Regions from separate parts of the Hordeum vulgare genome. Here region 1 is linked to region 2. Evidence: chromatin contacts called from public Hi-C data. All regions are on one chromosome and are shown on one strand. Each heading gives the region's core, a stretch centred on a gene start, on an enhancer-like site or on the middle of the called end of the contact. The rest is flanking DNA. Distances are from core to core; before and after follow the strand shown.

Region 1 (2,700 bases), core at 69-2,568, 310 kb after region 2:
CTGTCCTTCACCCGCAACGCCTTCAATGCCCTTCACCAACTCTCATAACTCCCCACGTACCCTATCGACTGAGCTGAGCTCATCACCGGCCCACCGCCCTGCTTGTGTTTCTCTCTTCGCCCGGGCCGGTTTGGCATGGGACGCGCAAGCGACGGCAAGAAAGGCGGCATCACGCGCATGCTGCATGTTAATGGAGGAGCGGCATTACCTTCTCGGAGATGGCGTCCTGGACGACGAGGATGTCGCTGGTGATGGCGTTGATGACCTCGCCGGTGGACGCCTCGGTGTCGAAGACGGCGATGTCCTGGTCCAGCATCGACCGCAGGTACGCCAGCCGCATCTTCGCCGCCTGCCGCTCCCCCGTGTGCATCCAGCACGCCACCTCTGCAGCAGCCAGCAAGCAAGCGCATGGAGCCATGCGTAGTACGTGTGATGATCGAGACTGAGAGCACGTACTAGTAAAATTTTGTGTATTTGTCTCCTTTGCACAGATGTGCATCTGGACAAGGCCAGCTAGGCTGGGAAGGCGCACTCACCGGTCCACGACGAGAAGAGTATGACCACGCCCAGGTACACGAAGTCCAGCGAATACTGCGAAGCCACGGCCGAAACAGAAACAATGGTTGGTTAACCTACTACCGGGCCACCGGCCACCGGCGCACCGTCGTCGTCGTCGTCGCTGGCCGGATGATTGAAGGAGCCCATCAATGCAAGTCTGTGTAACGGAGCTAGCACGTACCTTGGCGACCTGGCCGGAGACCATGGCGGGGAAGAGGGAGGCGATGCCGATGATGTTGATGAGCTTGCCGAAGAAGATGAAGAAGACGGGCACGGAGGCGCCGTGCGCGCAGGCCCCCACCGAGCCCACCGCCATCAGCACGTAGTCCCACCGGTCGGCGAACGAGAAGAGCTTCAGGAACGGCACCTTCTCCACCTTCTCCTCCGCCCCCGCCTTCTTCTTCTTGTCCTTATCGCCGCTGCCGCCCGCCTCGCTCTGGCTCTGGTTGCGCTCCTGGTCGGCGCCGTGCACCGACGAGCTCATCTTGTCCTCCCTCCACGGATGAGATGGATCAACCGAGCCGCGCTGCCGGCCGGCCGGAGTTACTCGGGCACAGTGCTCGTTCGTTGAGATTGAGAGTGAGAGTGAAGAAGGATCTGCGCGTGTGTGCGTGGGAAGGTAGGGCTTTAAAGACTGGCTTGGACGCCCGTTGGAGTGGTTGTAACTTGCCTCCATGTTAGCTGTGGGCGCGCCGTGCCCCTGCGTAGGTAGCCGTAGGCCACCGCCGAAGAGGCGATCGGCGTGGTAGAGCAGTGCACAGCAGCTAAGCAGGGTCCGAAGGGGTTCGGCAGTTAAATTCGATCGCTCCTAGGCCCACCGCGTCAGGCCCAAGCTGCTAGTAAGGGCAAGCTGGTGCAGAGGTGGAGGGGATTTGTCTGAGAGCTGCCGTTGGATTTGGCTACAAAGTTACCCTCATGTCAGAGCTTCAGAACTACTCTCTTCACTGCAGTTTGGTGGGCTGACCAAGATTAATCAATGAGATTTCTTATTGCAGTACATCGTACTGCTGAAAATAGCTTTTTAGTTGATCCAACGGTCAGTATAGATCAGCAAATTTTTGCACTAGGATATATTGTAATTTCCTGTCAGGGATAGATTTGCTTTTCGTCAATTTTAATGATAATGATTGACAGTACAGGCCCCTATAGACATAGTATCCTCTTTACCCACTTCCTTAGAGTAGCCGCGGCCCCTAACATATACCCCCTAAGACGTGTTTTTTTTCCATCGGCGTCGACCCCCCTCCCCCCTCGTCGCGCCCTTACGACGCCCATTTCCGCCGGTTCGGCCAATTTTTTGCCTGCCGATCCCAGGCCGAAGGGGGCTTGGGCACTCCGGCGGAAGGGAAAACGGCACGTGGGCCATCACTGTCAGGCGAAAAACATTTTTTCCACCTTCAGACCCCCCCCCCCCGCGCGCACTACACCTTTCGCTGCCATGCCGATCAAAGCGCCGTCCACCTGCCTACCGCCGCTAGAAAGACCATCTCCCCACCGAGAAAGACAGGGTTCGCTGCGGCATCGACCCCCTGCTTTTGGGCGAGCTTTTCCGGCGCTCCGGCCACACAAGCGGGGATACATGCGGTTGCGCTCCTACCACGCCCACTAGGTGTTCGACGGTTTGTGTCGATGATGGACTCCGACGACGAGGAGGCGTTCACGACGCTGCTGGAGAAGGAAGCCGATGCCGACGCCCAGGACAAAGATGGTTCTCGCCGCTCTGGCCGACCTGTTCGCTAGCAACGCAAAGCCGCGACGAGGTGGCTCGGCGCCAGGCTGGCTGAAGGCAAAGCGGAGGCATCGTCTGGAAGGCTATTGCTTGCTCTATGCCGACTACTTCGCCAACGCTCCACTCTACGACGAGAAAGTATTTCGACACCATTATGGGATGAGTTGAAAGCTCTTCCTCAGGATTGTGAATTCCATCACGGAGTTCGACACTACTTCAAGTGCAAGAAGGATTGCACCGGCACACTTAGATTCACCTCACTCCAGAAGTGCACGACAGCTATGAGGATAGCTCCCGGTGATATACTAGAAGACTATGGACGCATGGCCGAGTCCACCAGTATTGAGTGTTTGTACAAGTTCTACAGGGCAGTGGTGACAGTGTTTGGACCTCAATACTTGCGATCACCTAAT
Region 2 (2,700 bases), core at 84-2,583:
AGTTGTAGTAGATGATAACGCATATTCGGGGTATCCATAAGATAGTCTACAGCATAGCAACAGAGATCGGCAAAGAGTGCTCATATGCAGTCCACGATCGATCCAAAAGTTCAAATATTTGATACAAAATCCCATAGTAGGTGGCACTTGAAAATGATAAATATATTCAGCCAAAGCAGCAGAGTTTTCCGGAAACCTAGTTTATGCGACTCAACACTTCACACGGCAAAGCAAGCAAATCGATTAGGCACACAGACACCACGAATGCATGGATCGGCTTTCTAACACAAGTAGGACTAATTTAGGTAAGCAAGGTGAACCTAAACAGGATTGTTGCCATCTTGCCATACACATACAACACATGGATTTGTAAGATGCAATAGTTGGAATTTGACCAAATTTAACTACCATACATAGTCTACAGCAAAGCAAAAAGGATCGAAAAGGAGTGTTCATATCACAGTCCACGATTGATTCAAAAGTTTGAATGTTTTGATACAAATTCTCATAGTAGGTGGAACTTGCAAACGATAATATATTCAGCCGAAGCAGCAGAGTTTTCCAGAAACCTACCTTCTATAACTAGTGCATACAAAAATTTCTTCGACCACTCAAACAAGCAAATTGATTAGGCAATATACACCAGGAATGCATTGATCAGCTTGGACTGATTTAGGCAAGCAAGGTGACTGATTTAGGCAAGCAAGGTGACTGATTTAGGCAAGCAAGGTGAAGATAAACAAGGGTGTCGCCTTACACAAACCACACATGGATGAGCAACAGATGATAGCTGGAAATTTAACCAATCGCACCACCACAGATCAGTACGCCTGAATTTAACCACCAACCACCAAACAGTGCTCTGCTCTTCCCCCCACCACCAGCGAGGCCAAAGCAAACCAGTACTAATATACAGTATAATACACTCCCGAACTTGTACTATTTTCCCAGCACTGCTCTTTTCCCCGCTAGTATTTCGGTACAGAGGTTGTACTCATAAACTAACAGGAGCTACAGATCCAATAATCAAAGTTCTCCCAAGCTAAAAGCGTAAGGCAATCGCTCCCTCTCTCTCTCTCTCCTGAAGACGGCCAGAACGACGACCGGAGATTATCTTACCTTGTGGAGCGGCTCCTCGCTTGCTCCGTCCATGCAGCGTAACAATTCATCACCCCCGGCCTCTCTGTGCCGCCCGCCCGTCGGTCCTCGTCCCGCTGCGCGCGTTGGGGGGTCCGGATTCGGCCTACCCAAGGGAGGGGGAGGGGAGGCCGGGGGTGGGTGTGGGATCGGGAGGGTGTTCTTCTTCTCCCCTCTCCTCTCCTCTTTTTTATTCTCCGCTGTTTATTATTTTAAGAAAATCCGTGGTGGATAAAGAGGAGCAGGGCGGTGACGTGGATCGCGGTGTCCGTCCTTTCGTGTCGCAGAGCGTCCCCGATGCGGATGATTGACTTTGTCGCCGGTGCAGGCTTTGGGCCTTTCTCTCGTGTGTGTGTGTGGCTCGCCGCTGCGGACTTGGGCTTTTGTATGCCACTGATGCATTCCTGGGGAAAATCATTTTCTTTCCTGATAATTTAGTTTTAGAAATCCTGATAATTAAATACTCCCTCTGCACTGAAATACTTGTAGTTTTAGGAGGCTTACCGAAAAACTACGAATATTTCGGTACAGAGGGAGTATTTGATTATCAGGATTTCTAAAATTAAATTATGAGGAAAGAAAATGATATCTAGCCTACTAAAACTACAAATATTATGGCACGAAGGGGGTATTATCCTTCAGATTACAGCAATTCTTCTCCTGTTATCAAAAGAGAAAAAGAAAAACAGCAGTTTTCCCTCTGGTGACATTTGAGGACAGGTCATCCTGAAGCTAAGCTAGCAACGAGGCATGATAGAAATAACGAACTACACAACACTTACTGATAGAATGTGGCTGGAACTTACAGGATGAGGTTTACACCTGGATCTCGTCAAAATAAAGAGGTTTTACACCTGGACTCTACAGAGTTACAGATTACAAGGTAGTATATCTGAGAGGGAGCATTCTATCCCCCGATCAACAGGTCAGTCTTGAAAGACAATTTTGAGGAGTATATCCTAAGAAATGTGCAAGCTTATGCTCGGCATGTAGGGTGTGTCAATTCAAGTATTCAACTGCACCTCAGCATGTTCAAGAACTTCAGAGTTGGAAACGACGGTGTTCCAAATATCATTTACGGGTGAATCATCACATCAAACGGCCAGCATACTGTGCTCTAGGGCATTTTTGTTGCAGCTGGGGCCACTGCACGAAGAACTGGTCAGCCATCCGTAGCTTGTACAGGAGTAAACCACTTAATGAAAGTTTCTTCACTCTTGCGATGCTTTCAATGTAGAAAATGGAGGACCATCCCAGACCAAGCACCTGCAGGAATAGAGCAATTAAGTACTCGGTAGGAAATTTAAGCATTGCATTGATTTGATATTTGGACAAAAAACAGTGCTATGATTGGGTTTATGGCAAACACAGATTTATAACAATATTGACATTCCACTATCCTAGTTTTCGTTTTATATAATAATAAATAAAAAGGCAGTACTAAGTTACCTTCAGAAGAAAAGCTGAAGCACATAGAGGGATACATGTCCCGGGACCATTGCAAAATATCTACAAGGGTGTTACAAGCAATTAGTATAATTGCACGCGTATAGCATAATGGGT

What was found. Hi-C and Micro-C count contacts between places; a contact is called where the count stands out from the background.
Region 1: a contact with region 2 is called in a Hi-C map of leaf, with 2.5 times the contacts expected there. The contact joins the promoter of LOC123403786 here to the promoter of LOC123401145 in region 2. A contact is called at or near these places in 3 of 6 Hi-C or Micro-C datasets (leaf and seedling).

What each region holds. Positions count from the first base shown.
Region 1 is chr6H:452,583,884-452,586,583 of MorexV3_pseudomolecules_assembly, forward strand. LOC123403786 (ABC transporter B family member 10-like) reads right to left here and starts at 1,319. Exons shown (of 9, transcript XM_045097700.1): 1 at 740-1,319; 2 at 537-591; 3 at 209-384. The coding sequence starts at 1,234.
Region 2 is chr6H:452,275,781-452,278,480 of MorexV3_pseudomolecules_assembly, forward strand. LOC123401145 (chaperone protein DnaJ-like) reads right to left here and starts at 1,334. Exons shown (of 6, transcript XM_045094876.1): 1 at 1,120-1,334. The coding sequence starts at 1,152. It overlaps LOC123401144 (UDP-N-acetylglucosamine transferase subunit ALG14 homolog), which reads right to left. Exons shown (of 5, transcript XM_045094875.1): 4 at 2,587-2,646; 5 at 1,894-2,403. The coding sequence ends at 2,227.